Linked DNA regions of Ovis aries: region 2 is linked to region 1. Evidence: chromatin contacts called from public Hi-C data. All regions are on one chromosome and are shown on one strand. Each heading gives the region's core, a stretch centred on a gene start, on an enhancer-like site or on the middle of the called end of the contact. The rest is flanking DNA. Distances are from core to core; before and after follow the strand shown.

Evidence for each region. A called contact is a pair of places that touch in the nucleus more often than the background predicts.
Region 2: a Hi-C map of liver shows a contact between it and region 1, with 2.3 times the contacts expected there. The contact joins the promoter of GATA4 here to the enhancer-like site in region 1. A contact is called at or near these places in 2 of 16 Hi-C or Micro-C datasets (liver and mixed tissues).

Annotation. Positions count from the first base shown.
Region 1 is chr2:105,366,927-105,371,811 of ARS-UI_Ramb_v3.0, forward strand. No RefSeq gene overlaps it. Among named protein-coding and RNA genes, the nearest start is that of BLK, 69 kb to the left of the region's middle. Within about 2 kb of position 2,200, at least 5 of the 54 cell types and tissues checked have an H3K27ac peak or open chromatin away from gene starts, as enhancers often do.
Region 2 is chr2:105,447,843-105,452,843 of ARS-UI_Ramb_v3.0, forward strand. It overlaps GATA4 (GATA binding protein 4), which reads left to right and starts at 2,666. Exons shown (of 7, transcript XM_060411039.1): 1 at 2,666-3,373.

The sequences.
Region 1 (4,885 bases), core at 950-3,449:
GGCAGACAGCCCCAAGGTCATCTTGATTCTTCCCCTTGAACTTGCAAGATCCACCCCAGATGAGTTCAGATCTGCCTTGGACACTTACCTTCTATTTCCTGCCTCTTGGATCTGTTGGAATGAGGTTACAGCCACAAAACCCTTTGCAGTCGAGTACCTTAGATTCCTGACATCTGAACTCACGTGGTGCAATTAAGGGATTTCCCCACATCCCCTTTCTCCTCCCAGAAATAATGCTGGCCTACACCACTGAAGTAAAATGAAAGCTGGCTGTCCGTCCAAGTTCTCACTGTTTTGTCACTACAGCATGTTTGACACTTTTGCCACCCCGAGGACTGTAGCCCACCGTTTCCTTCTCCAGGGGATCTTCCCAACCCAGGGAAGATCCAAGTCTCCTGCACTGGCAGGCGGATGCTTTACCACTCAATCACCAGGGAAGCCCCCCATCCGAGTTCATAGCAGCCTTATTCACGACGCCAAAAGGCGGAAATCACCCAGATGTTCACCAACAGAGGAACAGACAAACAAAATGCAGCGTGTACACTGGGATATTATTCAGCGTTAAAAAGAAGGGAATTCTGAGACACGGATGAAATGAGGACATTCTGCCAAGTGAAATCAGCCAATCGCATAAGGACAGACACTGTATGATTCCACCAGAGTAGTCACGTTCACAGAGACAGGAAGCAGGATGATGGTCCCCAGGCACTGGAGTCAGTGTTTAATGGGTACAGGGTCTGAGTTTAGGAAGATGACAAGTTCTGGAGATGGATGGTGGTGGTGGTGTTTGCACACCACCGTGAAGGAACTTGATGCCGCTGGTGGAACCGCATGCTCGACAATGGCTTGCTGTTGTTCAGTTGCTCAGTCGTGTCCAGCGTTTTGAGCCCTATGGACCACAGCACACCAGGCTTCCCTGTCCTTCACCATCTCCTGGAGTTTGTTCAAACTCACGTTCATTGAGTCGGTGATGCCATCCAACCATCTCATCCTCTGTCGTCCCCTTCTCCTCCTGCCTTCAATCTTTCTCAGCATCAGGGTCTATTCTAATGAGTCAGCTCTTCACATCAAGTGGCCAAAGTATTGGAGCTTCAGCTTCAGCATCAGTCCTTTCAATGAATATTCAGGGTTGATTTCTTTTAGGATTGGCTGGCTTGAGCTCCTTGCTGTTCAAGGGACTCTCGAGAGTCTTTTCCAGCACCACAGTTCAAAATCATTAGCTCTTGAGGATTATGAAACACTAGTAATAGCAATGGCACCCCACTCCAGTACTCTTGCCTGGAAAACCCCATGGATGGAGGGGCCTGGAAGGCTGCAGTCCATGGGGTCTCTAAGAGTCGGACACGACTGAGCGACTTCCCTTTCACTTTTCACTTTCATGCACTGGAGAAGGAAATGGCAACCCACTCCGGTGTTCTTGCCTGGAGAATCCCAGGGACTGGGGAGCCTGGTGGGCTGCCGTCTCTGGGGTGGCACAGAGTCGGACCCGACTGAAGCGACCTAGCAGCAGCATTACTAGTGCGAGAAGACAGTAAACATGATGCGCGGGCTTCCCTGGTGGCTCAGCGGTAAAGAATCCACCTGCCAATACAGGGGACATGAGTCTGATCCCTGGGTTGGGAAAATCCGCTGGAGAAAGAGATGGCAACCCACTCCAGTATTGTTGCCTGGGAAATCCCACAGACAGAGGAGGCTGGCCGGCTACACAGTCCACGGGGTTGAAAAGTGTTGGACACAACAGTGACTAAACAACATCAGATGTAGTTAAACATACCGTCAAGAGGTGTGTCCCCGGGGCCATGGCGGCCTTATTCCCACAGAAGCAGCCACATTTCTCTCTCCCCCTGTGTTTCATGTGAGAGTGGGTATAGGAATTACAACAGAGTTTCCCAAAGGATGTGCCAGACAGCCCAACAAAATCAGAGGCTCCTTAAGACAGTAATACATGCTGCATACTTGAAACTGTGGAAAATACTTCAAAAAAGACATCTGTTTTACTTTAATCTAGCATTTCTCCAAATTGATTTTCTATGAAAACCTTAGTCTACTAATATCTATCATTCAGTGGAAATAGAATTTCTTGGAACGTACTGAGGAAAATGCTTAAGTATATCATTCAGATACCCTTGACTCATGATTCATTGAACAGTCAGTGTTCATGCACAAAGACAGGCTGTGTTGTCCAGGCAGTAGGAACACAGAAGGCATGAGTCACAGTCCCTGTCCAGCAGACACACACTGTGGGGGGAACCCCAGCTTCAGGCGGCTTTGTAGGGGCTGTGTAATTCAGCAAAGCACTGAATCAGAGTTGCAACAGTGGGCAGAACAGGATACGGAGATGCCCAGGAGACGACTCCTACCCCAAGTCAGGCATCAGGGAGGGCTTCCCCTTGGACACACAGCTTGAGCTGAGCCTTAAATCAAGCAGAGGAGTAAGCCAGGCTCATGTAGGAGAAGGTTGTTCTAGAAAGAAGAAAAAGCTTATGAGGGACTTCAAAACACCAGCAAGAAGAACCCATGTAGGAATGACAGGCTTCCTCAGTGCCTCGGCAGTAAAGGATCAGTCTGCCAGTGCAGGAGACGCAGGTTCAACCCCTGGGTCAGGAAGATCCCCTGGAGAAGGACATGGCAACCCACTCCAGTATTATCGCCTGAAGAATCCCGTGGACAGAGGAGCCTGGCGGCTATAGTCCCTGGGGTCTCAAAGAGTCAGACTGAGCACACAGGCAAGCAAGGGGATGACTAGGGCAAAGGGTGTGCCCAAAAGGACGGGGAGAGGGGAGGTAGGAGAAGAAGCCTGGAGAAGAGCCAGGCACCTCTCACCTTAAGGCTTGTGGGCTCCATCCTAAACCATGCTGCACCACGGAAGGGCTACAGGCGCGGCTGCCTTTCCTCCTGATATTGCTGGTCAAGAGGCTTAACTGCAGAAGTCGGGGGGAAGTTTAGGAGGGGCAGGAACTGAAGAGACAGCCCCAGCACATGGGCCAGGACAGACTTCAGACAGGACCTACCACTGTGGGCAAAGGCAGCATCTTTATCAGAGACGTCAGCAGCAGATGCCAGTCTCTGCATAGTCAGGAAATTCTGTCCCCAGGGTGTGAGGCAGGGGGACGCAAGGAAGAGAGGAGACTGAGATCTAGAGACCCAGGAAGGGTTTTTTCTTTTCTTTTCTTTAAGTAAGTAGCAGTTAGGAGGTACAAGGGGATGGTGAGAATTGGGGTACAAGTGAAAACCTGGGGCCAAGGACAAAAGGCAAAAGCTTCAGTGATGAAAACCACATTTGTCAAGATTCGTCTCAGAACTTGGAATGAGAGTGGGGATTGAGCGGCCTGAGCTGTGAGGTGGGGGAGCTCCAGGAAAGCTGAGAACCAGGCAGGTCCTGGCCGGAGAGCTGCCTGGGTGGGTCTCACCCCCTCAGACTCTCCGCCCAAAGCAACCAAACTGTTCTGGGCTAGTGCTGCCCTCTAGTGGCTGGAAATAAAAACCAAGAGACGTCTGCAGGCGGGCCAACTGCCATTTCTCTTTGAAGGAATTACATACCCTCCGCCCTCACCTCTGTAGAACGCGCTGTAGTTCTCCTTCCAAAATTGAGCTCCCTTCGGATCAGACACTTGCTCACATGTACACACGTCCCCTCTTAGCTCCTGCATCTCTGCCTTAGCTCATGCCCAGTTTTCTCAGGGGAAAATGCTCTCCTTTCCCATCTTGCTTTTTCTTGAATTTCGTTTGAAGAAATTTCTTTAAATGAAGGATAGCAAAGGGTCTCTATGAGTGGAAGGAACACATATTAGATTTGAAGCTAAGTGCAATTTTTTTAATTTTTATTTTTACTTTATTTTACTTTACAATACTGTATTGGTTTTGCCATACATTGACATGAATCCACCACGGGTGTACATGCGTTCCCAAACTTGAACCCCCCTCCCACCTCCCTCCCCATAACATCTCTCTGGGTCATCCCCATGCACCAGCCCCAAGCATGCTGTATCCTGCGTCGGACATAGACTGGCGATTCGATTCTTACATGATAGTATACTGTTACAATGCCATTCTCCCAAATCATCCCACCCTCTCCCTCTCCCTCTCAGTCCAAAAGTCCGTTATACACATCTGTGTCTCCTTTGCTGTCCTGTATACAGGGTCGTCATTGCCATCTTTCTAAATTCCATATATATGTGTTAAATAATATGCACTGCAGAGAAGATCCTGAATGCCACAACCAAGATCTGACGAAGCGGAATAAATAAACAAATATCTTTTAAAAGACTTGCAATCTTCTATTTTAAAAAAAGAAGAACAATGTCATCAATCTCTACAAAACAGCACTCATAGGTACTCAGGAGTCCCCTCAGCTGGATAAATCGCCATCTATTTCTCCACCTTCTTCTGATTAAAAATCTATGTCTCCCGAGATGTCCCTGGTGGTCCAGTGGTGAGGACTCCGTGCTGCGAGTACAGGGAACAAGAGGTCGAACCCTGGTCAAGGAACTAAGATCCCACATGCCTTGAGGCCCAATAATTGAGAAAATAAATAAATAAAAGACTGATAAGAATTACCAACAATAAAAACCAAATCTGTGTCTCCTCAAGAACTAGCATTTAGGAGGGGAAAATTCTTTATCAAATCTGTTGCTTTGTCCAGAGGATGGGAACTATTGCATTGTATCCATAGGAAACTATGTTACTATTTCTGAAAGAGCCCATTGGTGACTACGGGCTGCCTGGAGGATCACTTCCTCAGCCTTGACGTTGAGACAAGGTCTGCGGATGGAGGTGTAATGGGGATAGCAGATCCTAGCGTGAGGAAGAAGACTCACCGATTGCACTTCTTATTCTCGATCTGCTTCCACGAGCCTAGCACTGGACCAAGATACCCAGAGAAGCA
Region 2 (5,001 bases), core at 1,416-3,915, 81 kb after region 1:
TACAATTAGTGTCACTGAACTGAACTCTGAAAAGTGGTCAAGATGGTGAATTTTATATGTATGTGTGTGTGCTCTGTCACTCATGTCTGACTCTGTAACCCCACGGACTGTAGCCCGCCAGGCTCCTCTGTCCATTGAATTTTCCAGGCAAGAATACTGGAGTGGGTTGCCATTTCCCAATCCAGGGGATCTTCCTGACCCAGGGATCAAACCCACATGTCTTGCATCTTCTGCACTGACTGGCGGATTCCTTATCACTGTGCTTGTGTCTACATACTGTATATATATAAATACACGTATCTACCATAATAATTGTTTAAACTTCATGAAGAGAGGCTACAGGGGAAAGGGCAGTCCTCTTGTAAAATTAAGAGATCCCCCCCCCCAAAAGAAAAAGCAGGTATGACCCTGCTTCTGCATCACCGTCTTGTCCTGCTCAGCCCACACTTTAGGAATTTTAATGATCTGACATCACAGGGAGTTGTACACTAAAATCTTCCTGTGGCATAGTTTCTACAAGTTATTTGGCAGGGGAAGAGTATAGAGACGGATAACAATAGTAGACACCTTATTTATCACTTCCCAAAATATTCATAACTAAAAATTCTTGGAAGGAAAACATATTTATCTTCCTTTATGTTTGCCCTTTTTTCCCAGGCCTTCATCTCTCTAGTTGCTTTTCCACCAAACATTTGTTCTTTAATTTCTGGCAGTTCTTTTACCTTTTCTGTTCTGGGTTTCTGGACTACATTTGGAAATAAGTAATAACTTGTCTTACTTATAACTTGTCCTTTCCTTTCCGTGCAGAGATTGTTGTAAGAATTCTGGAGACCGAGAAGAGGGAAATATGTTAAAAACAAAAAGGCATTCTGTTTCTTATTATTATTATTAAGAATTGCCCTTGGGGGACACTGACTCCACAGGAGAAACTTAACCTAAACAGTGCCAGATGCGACAGCAGAGGATTCCACAGCAGACCTGTCAAGAGACCTGGTTTGCCTGGTTCCTCAAATCATGCTGCAGCTGCCTCCTCCTGTCCCTTTCTGTGTGCCTGGCATAGCCCGCAATTCTGGGTCACCTGGGGGACAGGGAAGTGTGGTGGCCAGTAGAGCTGTACCTCCATGCAATGTAAAGGGATGAGCTCCCATCACAAAGGGTATTCAATTAGAATGCAACTGATCACATCACAGGGAATTCCTGCTTTGTGAAAGATACTGAATTCTGAGGTCTCTTTCAATTTTAAGAACCCATTGATTTCTTTATTACTGGATTCAGTTCATTCGCTCAGTTGTGTCTGACTCTGTGCGACACCATGGACTGCAGCATGCCAGGCTTCCCTGTCCATCACCAACTCCCGGAGCCTGCTCAAACTCATGTCCATTGAGTTGGTGATGCCGTCCAACCATCTCATCCTCTGTTGTCCCCTTCTCCTCCCACCTTCAATCTTTTCCACAACAGGGTCTTTTCCAATGAGTGAGTTATTCACATCACGTGGGCAAAGTATTGAGTTTCAGCTTCAGAGTCAGTCCTTCCAATGAATATTCAGGACTGATTTCCTTTAGGATGGACTGGTTAGCGGAGGGAGGTAGGAGGGGGGTTCAGGGTGGGGAACACATGTACACCCGTGGCGGATTCATGTCAATGTATGGCAAAATCAATACAATATTGTAAAGTAATTAGCCTCCAATTAAAATAAATACATTTATATTTTTTAAAAAAGGATGGACTGGTTGGATCTCTTTGCTGTCTAAGAGACTCTCAAGAGTCTTCTCCAACACCACACTTCAAAAGCATCAATTCTTTGGCACTCAGCTTTCTTTATGGTCCAACTCTCACATCCATACATGACTACTGGAAAAACCATAGCTTTGACTAGACAGACCTTTGTTGGCAAAGTAATGTCTCTGCTTTTGAATATGCTGTCAAGGTTGGTCATAATTTTTCTTCCAAGGAGCAAGTGTCTTTTAATTTCATGGCTGCAGTCACCATCTGCTGTGATTTTAGAGCCCCCCCCAAATAGGAGTCAATCAATCTGTTCTTGTATGGGCTCCATCCCCTTCCTTGCTGAGTGACTGGACCACAGGCATGTTCCTAACCTCTCTGAGCTCAGTTGTCTCATTTATCGCTTATTATTATGTAATCTGCCTCCCTGATCCTAGCCTGAGGAGCCCAGAAAATGCTACAGAGCAAGTGCTTTGAAGACCTTATTTTTTTTTTCATTGCCACGCTGGGAAGAATTGTGGTGCTGTGATCACTCCTGCCCTCAGAGGACGACCACACAGGCCAGCCAAATGCCACAGGGCAGCCCTCCCCACTCAGAAGGACAAGACTAGAGTCTGAGAGGGACTTGGGGTAGAGGAGCCATGCTCTGAATCAGCATTTCTCCCCAAGAACAGTGATTCCTTCTGTTTCTTTCCTGTTGCTCTCTGGTCCTTCTGAGCGGGCGAACTTTCAAAAGCATCTCTGGAACCGTGTGAACACTACTATTTTTTTAATGTCCAACTAGGGCTTCAGTTCCTAGGAGGGTTTCCTTCCACTTGCACACATACCAAAAAAAAAAAAAAAAGGGCTTGCTGAATTAATGAACCACTTCTCTTATCTATTTTTCCTGTTATCTAATTCCGAGGGGAAAGCTGGGAGCTCCGAGGGAGCTGGGAGACAGCTCACAACGCCTCCCTCCCACCCGCTGAGAACAGCCTGGAGTCCCCGGGACTGAAGGACGCTTCGAGGAGCTGCAGGAACATCGCTTCCATTCCGGGTGAGTCCCCACCTGGCCCCCTTGGTGATCCCTTCACCAGGGCAGAGCAGGAGATGCACCGAGGGAGTCGGGAGGGCCAGGAGCAGAGGGGCTGGAGGAGAGACGGTCGGTGGGGAAGGAGGTCAGGGAGAGGACCAGCCAGTGTGGAGTGAGGGTGCACAGGGGCTCTTGGGCCTTGGGGACAGGAAGGATGAGATTCTTTGCAGGCCAAGTCACAGAGGCAAGGCTTCCTTTCCCACTTTCGCTCTCTGGTTCATTTTCTCGGTTTCTCTTTCTTACAATCGGGTGGCATTTTAGTTTCTCCATTTCCTGATTCGGCTTCCTGCTTGAACAATCAGAAGTTGACGGGAATGAGCAGTCTCTCAAGAAAAAAATAGATGAATATGCACCATGCAAAAATATCAAGTGATCTGACCAGTTGTCCCTGGGCCTCTTGCCTCTGCTTCCTCCAACACACCCAGATGGCTTTTCTTTCCCCTGGAGTCCCTGCTGTGGATGCTGTGTCTTGAGAACCTGGTTGGAAAGCTTAGAACCTTTCCTGACCCAGATCAGACCTGCTCAGGATGCTTTCAGGGCAGAAAAAAATCTCACTGGCATTTTTCGTTGGTTCCATTGGTGAGTTAGTGAACAGGCCTCATGGCCTTCAGGATCTGATCATTTTCTTTACCTATTAACAGGTCGAAAGTCAGCCCAGCTTGGTGTCCGGTTTAATTTTTCGTTAATTCTGGAGCCAGACTTGTGATGGGAAGGAGGGGCTGAGGGTGGGTCTTGCAGGTGTACCTCATTTATTATGCTTTTCTTTTCTGAGTTCAGTTTGTACTTGCAAGAGTTTGGTTGCATATGGTTTTTGCAAACACATCAAAATTACCTCTGCTCCCTATAAACCCATTCCTTGGACAAATGAGTTTTGGATCTTATTAGTAGCTGAGAAAAGGGCTGAGCCGCAATGAAAGGGAGATACAGTGGTAAGGACAGAGGGGTAGCTTTGAGAGGGTTGAGAACGGCAAATCAGTGCTTAAAAATGAAGGCTCTGCGGGGTTTGAAACCAGGCAGGCTGAACTTTTTCCGCTGGCCCAAAGGTTGGAAATAGATAATGGCAGATTTTAACTCTGTAGCCCTTCAAGGACTAAGCAGCGTTCTTCGGGAACTGGGAAGGAGTTAGTGCAAAATCTCGGCGTCTGTACAGTTACTACAAATATTAGCTCTGCAAAGCAGAGAATGGAAACTTTTCCTGTGTTTCCCTCTCGCAGTCTTCCAGCCAGGTGGTTCAAAAGTTCTGCCTGACTTATCTTTGCCCTGCCCAACTCCGAGTCCCTTCACCTTCCCCATTTTCCCCAAAGGTTGTTATTTTCGGGCTTCTGTGTGTTCTCCAAAATTAAGGGAATTTGAGAGGTTTCTAGCTCGGCAAAATCAAGAAAGTGCCCCTCTGAACTGAATGAAAATCTTACTGTGAAAGGCTACTAGAATCCCATGATTCATCATCACAAAATTGATTTGACTTTTTTATTAGTAGCAGGAATGCGTTGGTTTTTGTTTGCTTATTACTGTTAGTCTTATTTGAATAAAGAAGCCTAGCATAAAAGGGTACATTAAAGTCCTACTTTATAAACTTCTTAAACATAATTCATTAGAGTTCATTTTTAGCAAAATAGATATATCCTGTTTCTTCTAAAGAATTCATTCCTGAAAGTGACTTTGCATTTGTGAGTTCCATTGGCAGGGAGGCGAGAATCTGTTTCCTGCGGTTGGTACTGAGGAAATATTAATAAGTTGCTCTTTATCCCGTTCTATTTCTCAAGCCCAATAAAATATCCATTTCAAATGACTTCCTAATGCTTTGTTATATTTGCCAAGTGATTTATGGGGCGGAAAATTGTAGTTCAGCATGTGTAAGTGCAGAGATGGTTTAGCGCTGGGGACAGTAGAAACGAGGGGGTTTAGGGCTGGGGCAGCGCAGAGCCTGAAGAAATTCAAGCTATCAATCTCCAACTGTCTAAACACAGCACCAAGTGGAGATTTGAGACAATTATCCGAATAATTGGGGGGTGGGGTGGGGAGGCACTTTCACCTGAACTGTCTGGATAAAGGGGCGGGCGACACCGGGAAAAACTCCTAGCACGGGGGGGGGGCCCTGCTTCGGCTTTTTCCGGGATCAAGCGAATTCGGACGGTTTTTCTTTAAATTCTCCGAATTAGAATTAGGGATGGCAAAGAAAGCTTCCCAGAAAAAGCTTAAAAGGGGCT